Linked DNA regions of Sus scrofa: region 1 is linked to region 2. The links are chromatin contacts, called in public Hi-C maps. All regions are on one chromosome and are shown on one strand. Each heading gives the region's core, a stretch centred on a gene start, on an enhancer-like site or on the middle of the called end of the contact. The rest is flanking DNA. Distances are from core to core; before and after follow the strand shown. Region 1 holds the start of C3H2orf73. Region 2 holds the start of LOC106508926 (protein transport protein sec31-like).

The links. A called contact is a pair of places that touch in the nucleus more often than the background predicts.
Region 1: a Hi-C map of embryonic fibroblasts shows a contact between it and region 2, with 1.7 times the contacts expected there. The contact joins the promoter of C3H2orf73 here to the promoter of LOC106508926 in region 2. A contact is called at or near these places in 1 of 5 promoter capture datasets (liver) and 1 of 47 Hi-C or Micro-C datasets (embryonic fibroblasts).

Annotation. Positions count from the first base shown.
Region 1 is chr3:86,921,582-86,928,055 of Sscrofa11.1, reverse strand. C3H2orf73 reads left to right here and starts at 4,549. Exons shown (of 5, transcript XM_003125145.4): 1 at 4,549-6,095. The coding sequence starts at 6,070. The region is part of intron 2 of LOC106508926 (protein transport protein sec31-like); the gene reads right to left.
Region 2 is chr3:86,779,779-86,785,546 of Sscrofa11.1, reverse strand. It overlaps LOC106508926 (protein transport protein sec31-like), which reads right to left and starts at 2,077. Exons shown (of 3, transcript XM_013992762.2): 1 at 1,504-2,077. The coding sequence starts at 2,058. It overlaps SPTBN1 (spectrin beta chain, non-erythrocytic 1), which reads left to right and starts at 1,231. Exons shown (of 36, transcript XM_021088218.1): 1 at 1,231-1,465.

The DNA.
Region 1 (6,474 bases), core at 3,300-5,799, 140 kb before region 2:
TAGATTTTATGGGCAGAACTCGAAGAATGTAAATTGCTTAGCTTAATAGCTAAATAAAAAATTTTGAAGGTAGTTTTAGTTACCTTTTTAAAAATTCTCTAAAATAGGAGTTCCTGTCATGGCTCAGCGGTTAATGAACCCAACTAGCATCCATGAGGATGTGGGTTTGATCCCTGGCCTTGCTCAGTGGGTTAGGATCTGGCATTGCTGTGAGCTGTGGTGTAGGTCACAGACTCAGCTCCAATCCCACGTTGTTGTGGCTGTGGCATAGGCTAGTAGCTACAGTCTGATTGGACCCCTAGGCTGGGAACCTCCATATGCTGCAGGTGTGCCCCTAAAATAAAATAAAATAAATAAAAATTATCTAAAACATTTATTGAACAATTATTGCCTGTATCCATAAAAAAAAAAACACTTAAAAAGGAAAAGTAGTTTATATTTGGTAGGATATAAAGAAGAATTTTCCTGGGACAATCTTGTTTAAAGGGCCTGTTTTTTGCAAGGTACTTTTCTAGGGGCTGAGAATCTCAAAAGAATAAATTAAAATCTCATGGTCCAGTGAGACTAGGCCAGAGCATGCAAGGCACTCAGTACATATTGGATTCCTCAATAATTAGATAAGATATGGTCACAACCTACAAGGAAGAGGTTTATATTTCTGGAAGTCTTCAGATAGAACAAGGGAAATCAGCCTAAAAAAAGAAGCTAGAAGACACAGAAAACCATCAAAACTAGACAGTTTAGACAGTGACTCCTAACTTTTTGATAATGCTAACACCCCAACCATATTTCATTTTGCATTGTTCCTTCCTTAAGAATTTATATGTTCATAGCTAGTCACGAATCTTTATGACACAATCGCTCAGTTTAAAATACTGCTATCGTACCAAAATGACCCTCTAGTGTTTTAGTCACCCAAGACCAGCTTTTCATTCGCTATTTGGTTATACACCTTCTATATAAGCGACCATAGTTGGAGTATCTCAAAATGAACCTCGAATCATAAAATTACAGAAGTGGTTAGAACACTCCAAATTCATAAAATACAGAATTCTTCCTTCAATCCAGTGAATTTCCAAACTATTGATCTCTAGTAATGATTTTTGAGTAATTCAGGCTGTCATTGTTTTAGTTATCTCCAGAGATTTCAAAAAATTTTTAAGATTTTAATTCATACATCCATAGGGAATAAATATAAACATATCCATGTATACATCCACATCACTTATATCAGAGTAATCTATATGATTTACACTAGAGATTTTTACTTTTTAAGAGATGAACACTTCATATTGTTTTGTAATCCCTTCCTCTTAAAGGTGAGATATAAGTTAATTGCTTTGAATTTAGACCCGAGGAAAACTCAGAACTCTTTCGTATCTGTAATTTGTTTGAACTTGTCCATCCTCAAAGATGAGTAAACCTAACACTAACATTGTTGGTTCTTTTTTTTTTTTTTTTTTTTTTTTTTGTCTTTTTAGGGCCATACCTATAGCATATGGAAGTTCCCAGCCTGGGGATCAAATTGGAGCTGTACCTTGCCTACACCACGGCCACAGCAATGCTAGATCCGAGCTGCATCTGCGACTTATACCACAGCTCATGGAAACACTGGATCCATTAACCCACTGAGCAAGGCCAGAGATCAAACCTGTGTCCTCATGGATACTAGTCAGGTTTGTTACCACTGAGCCACGATGGGAATTTTCAACATCTCTCATTCTTATTGCTCTCAAATTAATGTATATTTGGCTTGATAAAATTCATATAGGCTAAGGTAATGAAATAAAGACAATGTAATGACCCAATTAAAAAATGGTCAGATCTGAACAGATATTTCTCCAAAGATGGCAAAAAACAAAACAAAACAAAACAAAAAACCATGAAAAGATGCCCAGCACCACCAATTGCAGAGAATGTGCAAATCAAAACTACAATAAGGAGTTACATTTCCACAGCGGAAATGAATCCGACTAGGAACCATGAGGTTATGGGTTTGATCCCTGACCTTGCTCAGTGGGTTAAGGATCTCACATTGCCGTGAGCTGTGGTGTAGGTCTCAAATGAGGCTTGGATCCTGTGTTGCTGTAGCTGTGGTATAGGCCAGTGGCTACAGCTCCAATATGACCCCTAGCCTGGGAACTTCCATATGCTTCAGGTGCAATCCTAAAAAGACAAAACGTAAAATAAAGACTGGTTTTTGAATAGCAGCAGACAGGATGTGAGCTATCTATAATTAATGTTTCTGCTCCAGTATGAGTGGGAAATGGTTGCCTGGGGGCATCACAGGGCACTTAAAAGACCTTAAAAAAAAAAAAAAAAAAAGACAAAGCACTTAGAAAACAGAAAAAGACCTAAAGATTCAGAAACCAAACTAATAGCTACCAAAGGGGAAACATGGTAGGGGGGAATAAATTAGGAGGCTGGGATTAACACATACACACTACTATACATAAAACAGATAATCAACAAGGACCAAGTACATAGCACAGGGTTCTCTACTAAATATTCTGTAATAACCTATATGGGAAAAGAACATGAAAAAGAAAAGATATATGTATTTGTATAACTCATTCACTTTGCTGTACACTTGAAACTAACAACATTGTAAGTCTACTCCAATAAAAATTTTTTAAAAAAGAACAAAATGTACTTTGAAAGGATGTTAAAAGAAGGCAGTGTAAAAAAAAAAAAAAAAAGACAATGCAATGTATATACCTGATGAACTTTCTATCCTACTAATTATACAAATAGGAAGAATACTAAGAGCCAACTTTTAACAAGTGTTTACTATGTGTTAAGTTCTCTGCAAGCATTTTGCCATTTAATCCTTACCATACATGCATATGAGGCAAAAAACAACCTATCTTTAAAACAATAAATAAAATTAAAAATAGCTTTGGCTTTCTGCCATATTCTTAAAGTCCTCTCCTTTATCACATCACTAAAGAAAGAAATGAGAAAAAGTTGGATCTTCCTGAGCCTCAGCTTTCCTATGAGGTTATACAACTGAACTGTCATTATTTTTGGCATTTTCCTATGGTTTGAAAAAAAAAATGTTGACAATTTTCTGCATCTATAACATTTTGGATGAGCAATTTCCATCCTATTGTGTTTCCTCACATATGGTGTTCTAGCTCAAATAGCACTGGTATTTTTAACTTGCGCAATGTTAGTACACTACTTTGAATTCTTTTTTGCTGACAAGTATTCAAATTACCTAGCACAAATGAGAAAATGACATGTATCATTCAGGCCTGTATGTTCATTGATCTTTTTTTTTCAGACATGAATTTTCCAATAGAATCACCTCTATTTTACAGCTAAAAGGGATCATAAAAATAATCTAATCTGACTACCTTTCTTTACAAGTGAGAATCTGCAGCAGAGAGGTTTAGGCGTCTCTGCTAGGTCAGATTAGCTAGTTAGTAGCAGAAAAAAATAATAGCAGTCCAGTGCTTTTTTTACATAAAGAAGTCAATAGTTATTATAAAAATCCATATTATTTTGCAGTGCCCTGCAGAGGATGTTCCAATAATAAATCATTGGCACATTTTTATAACACTGTATTATTATAATTTGTAATAATACGGTATATCTGTACCAAAACTGAACACTTGTGACTACCAGTTATATAATGCTGTTACATATCAATGCTGTTTACAGTTTTTTCCCCGCATCCATAACTGGATTGTGACTTCCTTGGGGTAGGCACAATTAGATTTTTAAAAATTGTTTTGCTTTTTAGGGCCACACTTGCAGCATATGGAGATTTCCAGGCTAGGGGCCGAATTTGAGCTACAGCTTCTGGCCTGCACCTCAGCCACAGCAACGCAAGATCCGAGCCACATCTGCAACCTATACCATAGCTCTCGGCAATGTGAGATCCTTAACCCACTGAGTAAGGCCAGGGATCAAACCCGCAACCTCATGGTTCCTAGTCAGATTCATTTCTGCTGTGGCCACGATGGCAACTCCAAATTCAGGTGATTACGTTGTTTTCAGAGTGATAAAGTTGAGAAAACTTCTCATTTTTTCCTGTCAAGCTGTTGGGATTGTCCCTGAGGGTGAGGAGTTCCAGGAACTTGAAGAGATTGGTGAAGATTGGAATAGGAATTAGCAAGAGTGATGAGAGGGTTCTGTAAGCCTTAAGACATCTAGTAGCATATGCAGACCAAACTGCTCAATAAAAATAATAATTAATGATATCCAAGAACTTAACATGTGTTTGGCTCTCCTCTCCCTACTCTGCCTGTGTTAGCCATCTCCACTTTGCAGCAACCCTAGCCATTTTTTCCCATTTAGTGGACCAAGAAATTGAGGCTCAGAGAGATTAGAAAATTTGCCCAACTGAACCAGCTACTCAGTGGTGGAATCAAGAGTCAAACACTTTCAGATTCTTCTCCCACATAGATTATCACAGAATATCGGGTAGAGTTCTCTGTGCTATACAGCAGGTCCCTGTTAGCCAATCATTCCATATACATCAGTGTGCATATGCCATTCCCAAACCCCCCAAAATCTGAAAGAGAAAGGATGTGTGTACATGTATAAGTGAACCATTTTGTTGTACAGCAGGGATGATCACAACATTGCAAATCAACTATACTTCAATAAAACTTTAAAAAAATGAAGAAAAAAAAACAAAAACAAAAACAAAACCAGATTCAAATGCTGACCGCCCGCAAGGTCTATACATAATCACGGTTTGATGGTTAGAATAAAACCAGCTAAGTATGTGGCATTTAAAACATTGCAGAGCAAATGCTAGGCTCCCAAGCAGGAGCTCATTAATGTTAATTCCCTGGCTTTTGGTTTCAATCCACTCTCCCCATATTTATTTATACATCCCACACACTCCAATCAGGTCCACACTCAGGTATCTAGGTAACTTCTATTCATACACTCTTCTTCCTCAAAGGAATTAGGCTCACAGTACGTACAATGAGTCCTAGGACCAACATTTCCCCAGTTAAATGGAAACATACACTACAACTGACTCCGGGTTACAAAACACATACACATGCATAGCCTGATATATAGGAGAATTTGACTCAATAAGGTATTTCCTTTTCCTATTATCCAGGGAAATGCATGAGTTACCATAACAGATGCCAAAGACTTTTGGCTCTGGTAGTGGAAATTGGGAAGCAATGGTGAAATGAGGTAAGAAATTCCAAGGCCAGAAGGTGGACACAAGTCATCAACTGTTTTTCCCAGGACCTTGCTATTTTGGGGTAAGTGCTACATGGACAAGCCTCAACCTGCCGCCATAGCCTCCAGTCCCTTCCACCTGATTCTGAACCCCGCTGTGGCTGGAGCAGATGCATACACCGCGGGGAGCCTCATTTGAAATGAGTGTTCCCTTGCTTTTTTTTTTAATGCTTGCCGCCAGGATGTGTCAGAAATCGTGAACAGCGACAGCCAAGCTTTCTCATGCAAAGACTAGGCAGCCCAGGCGCAGCAAATCATGACTTGCACAGTATTTAATGGTTCACGGGAAAACAAGTTTCTCTCCTGCCTGCTCGCAGTTTTGGAGCCAGCTCCAGCAGACGTGAGCAAAGCCTGGGCAGCAGCGTCCTGCCGGTTCGAAGGGCGAGCGGGATGCGGGATGCAGGGATTCGAGCAGCGCAGCTCCTGGCCCCAAAGCCAAGGGCTGCAGGGGGGCGGGGGGGGAGGCTTCGAAACAGCCCCTTGCTGATCCTCAAGGACCGAATGGGCACTGATAAATACCCTGCCCGCCCGACACAGGAAAGGCAAGTTCAAACGCAGGATGTGCAGCCTAGGTAGACCCGGGAAGGACTAGGAGAGACCCGGGCAGCCGCCCGCTCCCCGCGGAGGAGCAGCACAGCAAGCCACCTAGCCGCCTCTGTTACTTACTGCGCCTGCGCACTCCGCGTCCCCCTCCCCCCTCAAGCCTTTTTCTGAGGCCTTGAGCGCAGAGACTGCTGTCTCTTAGCAACGCACAGGTCACAGTCGCGGCTCTCCACGCGTCCCTTTCCTGGCAGGGCTTAGTCCCTTGTCCCCCCGTGAGGCTCCTCATTGCCTCGGGTCAGGCCGTAGGAGTTCATGGAGGGAAAGGAGGATAAGCAGCAGTAAGTGCTGGGGTTTGGTTTTTCTATTTCCCCTTCCGAAAAATGTTCTCCTCCTTCAGGGGAGGGTTAAGTGAGATCCGAGGTGATGGGTCTTCTAGCCATCAGGGCTTTCCCTCTAACAATGCCGTTCCTACCTTTCATTTCTAGCATTGAGCGCTTACAATTGTACTTTTTAAAATGACTGGGTCACCTTGCTGTACAGTAGAAAATTGAAAGAACACTGTAAACCAGCTATAATGGAAAAAAAAATCATTAAAAAGAAAAAAAAAAAAGGTAAAACTATGGACATAGTAAAAAAAGTCAGAAGTAGCCAAAGGGAAATGGAGGCATGAATCGAAGGAGCACAGCAGATTTTTTAGGGCAGGAAAACTATTTGATG
Region 2 (5,768 bases), core at 828-3,327:
CAGGGATTGAGAGTCAGATCTTCAGGTGGAAAGACATAGGGCTTTTTTAATGGAGAAAGGCCCTCTTCCCTCTGAAGACTTACACTGCCGCCTTGGGCACTTACAGAGTAGGCACAAAGTCAGTTTATCCAGACTGTTTTCCAAAGAGCGTTTCTATTCGTGGTCATAGTCATGACACCATCTTTTCTCCTCAAATCGGCGGTTCCAGAATTTCTACATAACCTGGGAGATTAACGGGGTGCGCAAGCTGGTTGAGAACCTTCACCAGCACTTGACAAAAACTCTAGGGTGCCGCTCTGGGTTGGAGGGGAACTCAAGCCCTTCAAACACTGCAGGGCCTGTACTGCAGCCAGCAGCTCCCCACTCCTAGGAGTGGCTTGGGAAGGGCACCTGAATTAGTTAAGGGTGAAGCGGTATTAGGGCGAGAGATGCAGGAGTTGGACAAACCACTTGTAGGTCTGTTTCCAGCTACCCCGAGGGAAAGCGTGAAAAAGCAGTCATTAAGGGGGTTGATTTTGACTTCGCTAAGGTACAACTGCCCTCATTCCAGGGTTTCCCATGGAGAAGTCACCATAACTCATTAGGCCGGGCGGTATAAAGCCTCATCACCACCTAGATCTAAAACTAAACCAACCAAACGACGCTCTGAAGCCTCCCTCAACATGCTCTCTCCATCGCCTTCCAAAAGCAAATATCGCGGGCAAAAAGAGGCTGCACAAGTCACGTAGAAAATTAGGCTGCCCCTTTCCATGGCGATAATCGAATTACCCTCAAATTAAACGTGAAATTGGCTCTCGCCGGCTGCGGAAACAAAGCCCCCATTGTCCCTTGGCTCGGACATCGCGACAGCGGTGCCCACCCTGCCCAGGCCAGGCCCATCCAGTCCCCGCGGCAGGGGACAAGGTCGGCGCTGGGCCAGGGCAGCGCCTCAGCGGGGAGAGCGTGGACGCGCCTGAGGTTCGGGTTGCGCGCAGAGCAGGCGGCGGCGGGTGGGCGGCTGCCGAGCTCGGGCCAGCGCTTAGGACCAACGAGAGGGAGGGACCGAGAAGGGAGGAGCGCAGGAGAGGAGAGGAAGGAGGAGGGGTGTGCGGGAGAGAGCGTTTGCGCGCGCGTGTGTGTGCGCGCACTCGGCGCCAGCCCGCGGCCGCGCTCTCCCTCTCCCCGCCCCTCGCCCGCTCCCTGCAGCTCCCTCCCCTCCTCCCCCCGCCCCGTGCTCCCGCCCAGCCCCCGGAATCAGTGCAGCTGTTGCCGTGCAGGCTGCGGATTCCTCCAGTCCCTCCCTCGGCCGCCTCTCCTCCCGGAGCAAGCGCGCAGCCCCGCGCAGCAGCGCCCACCGGTCCCGTCCTGTGAGCCCCGGCCCCAGCCGCGACAGCCCCGCGGAGTCGCCTCCCGGCCCACCCGCCCGGCCGCCGAGGAGCGGGAGGAGGACGGGACCCCGGCGCCCCCAACCCCCTATCCGCGGGAGGTAGGTAGGGGGCTTGAGACAGGAAGATGCCAACTCACTGGGGCTGCCTCCCTGGCTGGCTCCGGAGCGGCGGGAGGAGGGGCGCGGGCCCAGGCCGGGAGGACGCCGCTGCCCCGCGGCTGCCCTGCGCTGGGGGAGCGGCGTGGGGGCGGGGAGGCTGCCGAGCCCGGTTGGGGGCGGCGCGGGGAGCCAGGTCTCCAGTGCTTTTTTAGTACGCAGACGGTGCGGGGCGGTGCGGGTGAAGGGCGGTGGGCTCCGCAATGAGGTGGCCGCAGAGCCGCGGTGCGCACCTCGGCCGCCCAGCCCCATCCCCGGGCGTAGCGGCGCGGATTCCTCTTCCCTGCCTCCGCCGCCTTCTCCCTCCAGCAGGGCGCAGCGGCCCCCGGCGCGGGGGTGGTTGCGGAGTGGGCAGCAGGGAGCGTATATTTTCGGGTGCCCTTGCTCCAGCCCTGGCTGGTGGAGAGCGGGGGCGGTGTTGACAGGGCCCGGCTCTGCGCGTAACGGTACGGGGGATGCGACCAGGCGTGGTTCGGGCTGCGCCGCGCTGCAGCTGAACTGGAGGCGGCGGCCCAGCGCCCCCCACCCCCGCCCATCCTTGCTCCCGCCCCTCACCCTCCCTGCCGTCCCTGCTCTCTGAGGGCTGGGCGGGAGCCGCCTTGGGGCGCTGAGTCGCCTACGCGCCCGCCCTTGAGATCCTGCCACCCGCTCCTCAACAGGTTTGTGCCAGCGCAGGGACCCTCCGGGCCTGCCTTTGGGGTGTTGTGCTGGAAGCCCCTCTTGTTATCAGCCTTCACACCACGCCCGCGGCCCTCGTTTTTTGGGGGAGAGCATCCCCTTTGTTTTTATGATAAGAAAGATGCCAAGTGCCTGCTATCAGATGGGGTGGGGCGGGGGGAGTGTTGTGGGGATCAGTATACAGACCGTGTCCGTTATTTCTCCAAAAGCCAGACCAGATAGTGAGAAGAGGGCGACTGTGGCGGAGGAGCAAAATGGATTCGGTAGGTTTATCTGGACGGGGATGTGATTTTTTTGGCAAGATGGATGGCTCACGGTGCCCTCGCCGTGATGCAGCACAATGCAGCAGTATCGCAGCCTCTCCGGGTTCTCGCTGGCGGGGCTTGGCACGGCCACTCGGCGCCAGCATCCCCCGCCCGGCCCCACCCAGGCCCTGGGCTGCCCTTGACTGAGACCCGGAGCTGCTTCTTTCTACCTTGTCATGCTGCTTCAGCTGGATGTGGCGTCAGGAGGACCAGGTCACCTAGCTATGAGGGGGGAGTCTTCTTTTTGAGTGACCCCTCCCGCCTCGCCTGTTGGGCTGTGCTGGGATGAAGGGGTGCCCTGCAGTGCTGATGCGGGCAGAGGGAGTCAGCCTTCGATTGCAGACCGGAATCTGATCTTGGACCTAGGGACCTGAGCCGTAGGGAGGGGCTGCAGGGAGGACCAGGCCCAGTGGTTTGCGGAGGCTATGGTGCAGTCTGTGCCTGGAGTCGCAGTGTCTTTCTGTGGATCTCCGGTAATCTGTAAACCACAACCCAACAATCCATTAATTTATTCGTATGTGAAAAGTTAATGTTTATTGATTAGAGCTTCACAGCTATGACATTACAGACATTACAATACTCTTTGATGAATACTACAGTGTGAATTTTTCCTATAGGAAACCATTTTTTGAATTGAAAAGATTGATATTTTTCAGTTCATATGTCCCTGAGGCATTTAAAAAACTATTAACATTCAATAGATTGTTTTGAAAGGAACTTACATATATTTGATGGATGGTAAATGATTTCTTTGATCCGTATTTGCTTTGTTTTCATCGTTTGCCTTTTCTGTAAATCAAATACAATTATATATTTGGATTGTTTATTAAGGATTATTTGCTAAATGTGTCATGATTGATGGTAAGTTGTTTTCAGATTGATTTTTATAGCTACCTTACTGTGTTCAGCCACGAATAATGGGATTGTGGTTGTAACTGACTGCATTTGTTTGTTTATATGTATTTTTCATATGCATATTTTTTGCAGATGTGTTTGGGGAGGGGATTGAGAAGGGCAGACCACCAAGGCCAATGTAGCTGGTATCTGGTCAGAAGGAGATTGTTCCAACGTCCTCATTTGTTTAGACTGGGCTAGTGCACAGGGAATTTCCTTTCTAAATGCCACTTCTACAATTCATTTATTCAGTGTGGGATGGCAGATGGGATACATTAGATGTCACTAATCAGACTCTTCCAGAATGTATAGGTGAAAGAGGAAATTGAAATTCCGGTATGCTAACTGGAAAGGATGATCAGTGTTTCAAAGCAAGGGTGTGTCTGCTTTTATTTTTTAAATCTCTAATGATTCCAAGTTAGTGGCATTTGATTTTATGTGGCTCTGCAGAATAGAACTGACTGCAGATTGGTTTATGTGCATTATTTTGAGTTTCAGTAATAGAGGGCCATTAAAATGTAGAATTTTTTGGATTTGGGCTTCATCATTGTGCTGGTTATATAAAATCGTGTTGCATTAAGATGTTTGGGAGTATTGTTTCCATGGATTATCCAGACATTTTGGATTTATTATGTTGTTAGGAAATATCCTGTGTTGATGTCACAGAAGGTTTAGCTGTTCTGACTTACTAGGTGCAGAGTTCTGTTAGCTTAAGCTCTTTGTAACTCTGTTTATTGGCTCTGGACAGACCAAAACCTTCATCTGAGAAAATGAGAGGTATTGGGTCAGGGAAGAAACCCTTGACACTTGGTTGTCTCCTGCTGTTCAGGCTTTCTGTAAAGAGCATCTCTTGGATGAGAGTAGTAACAACTGTCTGTGATGTTGTAGGAACAAGTGAGACGACCTCACTCTACTTGTGACACATCCATCGCTGAGACTTGGCATTGGCAGAGTTTGCCTGGAAGAGCATTTGAGTGGTTATTTTGTCTTGCGGTATGAAAGTATAACTTTACTTGTAGATGTACTATTTTGAGATGGCAGGATTTTACTACAAACAGACATGATGAGTGGAAATTATTCAATGTGGTTTTTGTCGAGATAATAACTTTTTGTTTTAAGAGCGTATTCTTAGGGAGAATTTTAAAAACCAACGTATATTTTTTTTACATGCAGTGATGTGATGCTCCTTTCATTATGTTGGGCACCAACCAATGTCTGTATTATAACTGCACCTTAATTAATGTTCTGTGGATATCCTTAAGGTGGTCTTGGTTTCTTCATTTGAGACTATTGGGAATGTAAACCATTCTATAAGGATAGGGCTAATTAATACCCTTGCTGGAAAAGCTGCGTGTGTAGGTCTGTGGAGGTGAGTAAAAGCCCTCATAGAGTTTTCTTACAAGTTTTCAGTCTTTGTTGTTTCTCTAAGCACATTTTCCTTGCAGAAGACCTCGTTTGGTACTCTTGATTTTTCTGATAACAGTTGTCCTGCATACAAGTTTTTGTAATGTAGGAATAACATCCTCAGTCTCTACTTTGGTGAGAAAATGAAACTATCACAATTAGACACTCTCCTTATATTTTTGAACATGACCAGAGAATGTATTTTCACATCTTTTGCTATTGCAGTGAGGTGAGGCCTGTCAGGATAGGATCATTTACTTGGGAGCTTATTATAAATGTAGATCCTCAGAGGCCCCATCCCAGACTTGGTCTAGTTAAATTTTGCATTTTAACAGGACCCCTGAGTGGTTTGTATGCACATTAATCGAGAAACTGTTCTACTCCTTCAGCTGAGGGACCTCCCTATCAAAAGCTTTCTCCTAGTATCTTTCTTTTGTCTTCTGTTGAAGTATCAGCACATTTTTCTCTCCTTTCATCACTAAGAAACTGATACACTTACTGTAAGTTACTTAATACAGAACTTTATAAAGTTCTTCTATAATATTTATGTGGAAGAGTTCTATTTATTATGTTTATTTGGAGTAATAAATTTTTTTAGGCTGTTTACTAAAATACCTCTGAAGTTGAAAAATAATGCCACCCCCCTGGAAGAAGGCATTAGCTTTGAGACTGCAGAATTGGAGTCTAGGAAGTTAACCCCCTGATCTCAGGGTCTTCTCAATGACCTCTGTGCTCCTCTGGCACTTTATTCTGTCACCAGCTGTTTTTCCTGGTATAGTCAATATCCTTCCCTTCTGGTCCATTTTTTTCCCTTTAATTTATTTTTTATTAAGTGATTTGTATATACAAAATAATGCTCATAAAAGAGATGCTACAGAATCACAAACCAATGGACACTCAGGCAGCTACCACCTAGCTCAAGAAGAAGAACCTATTATACATTCAGAGACCCCTCTGTGCCCCAT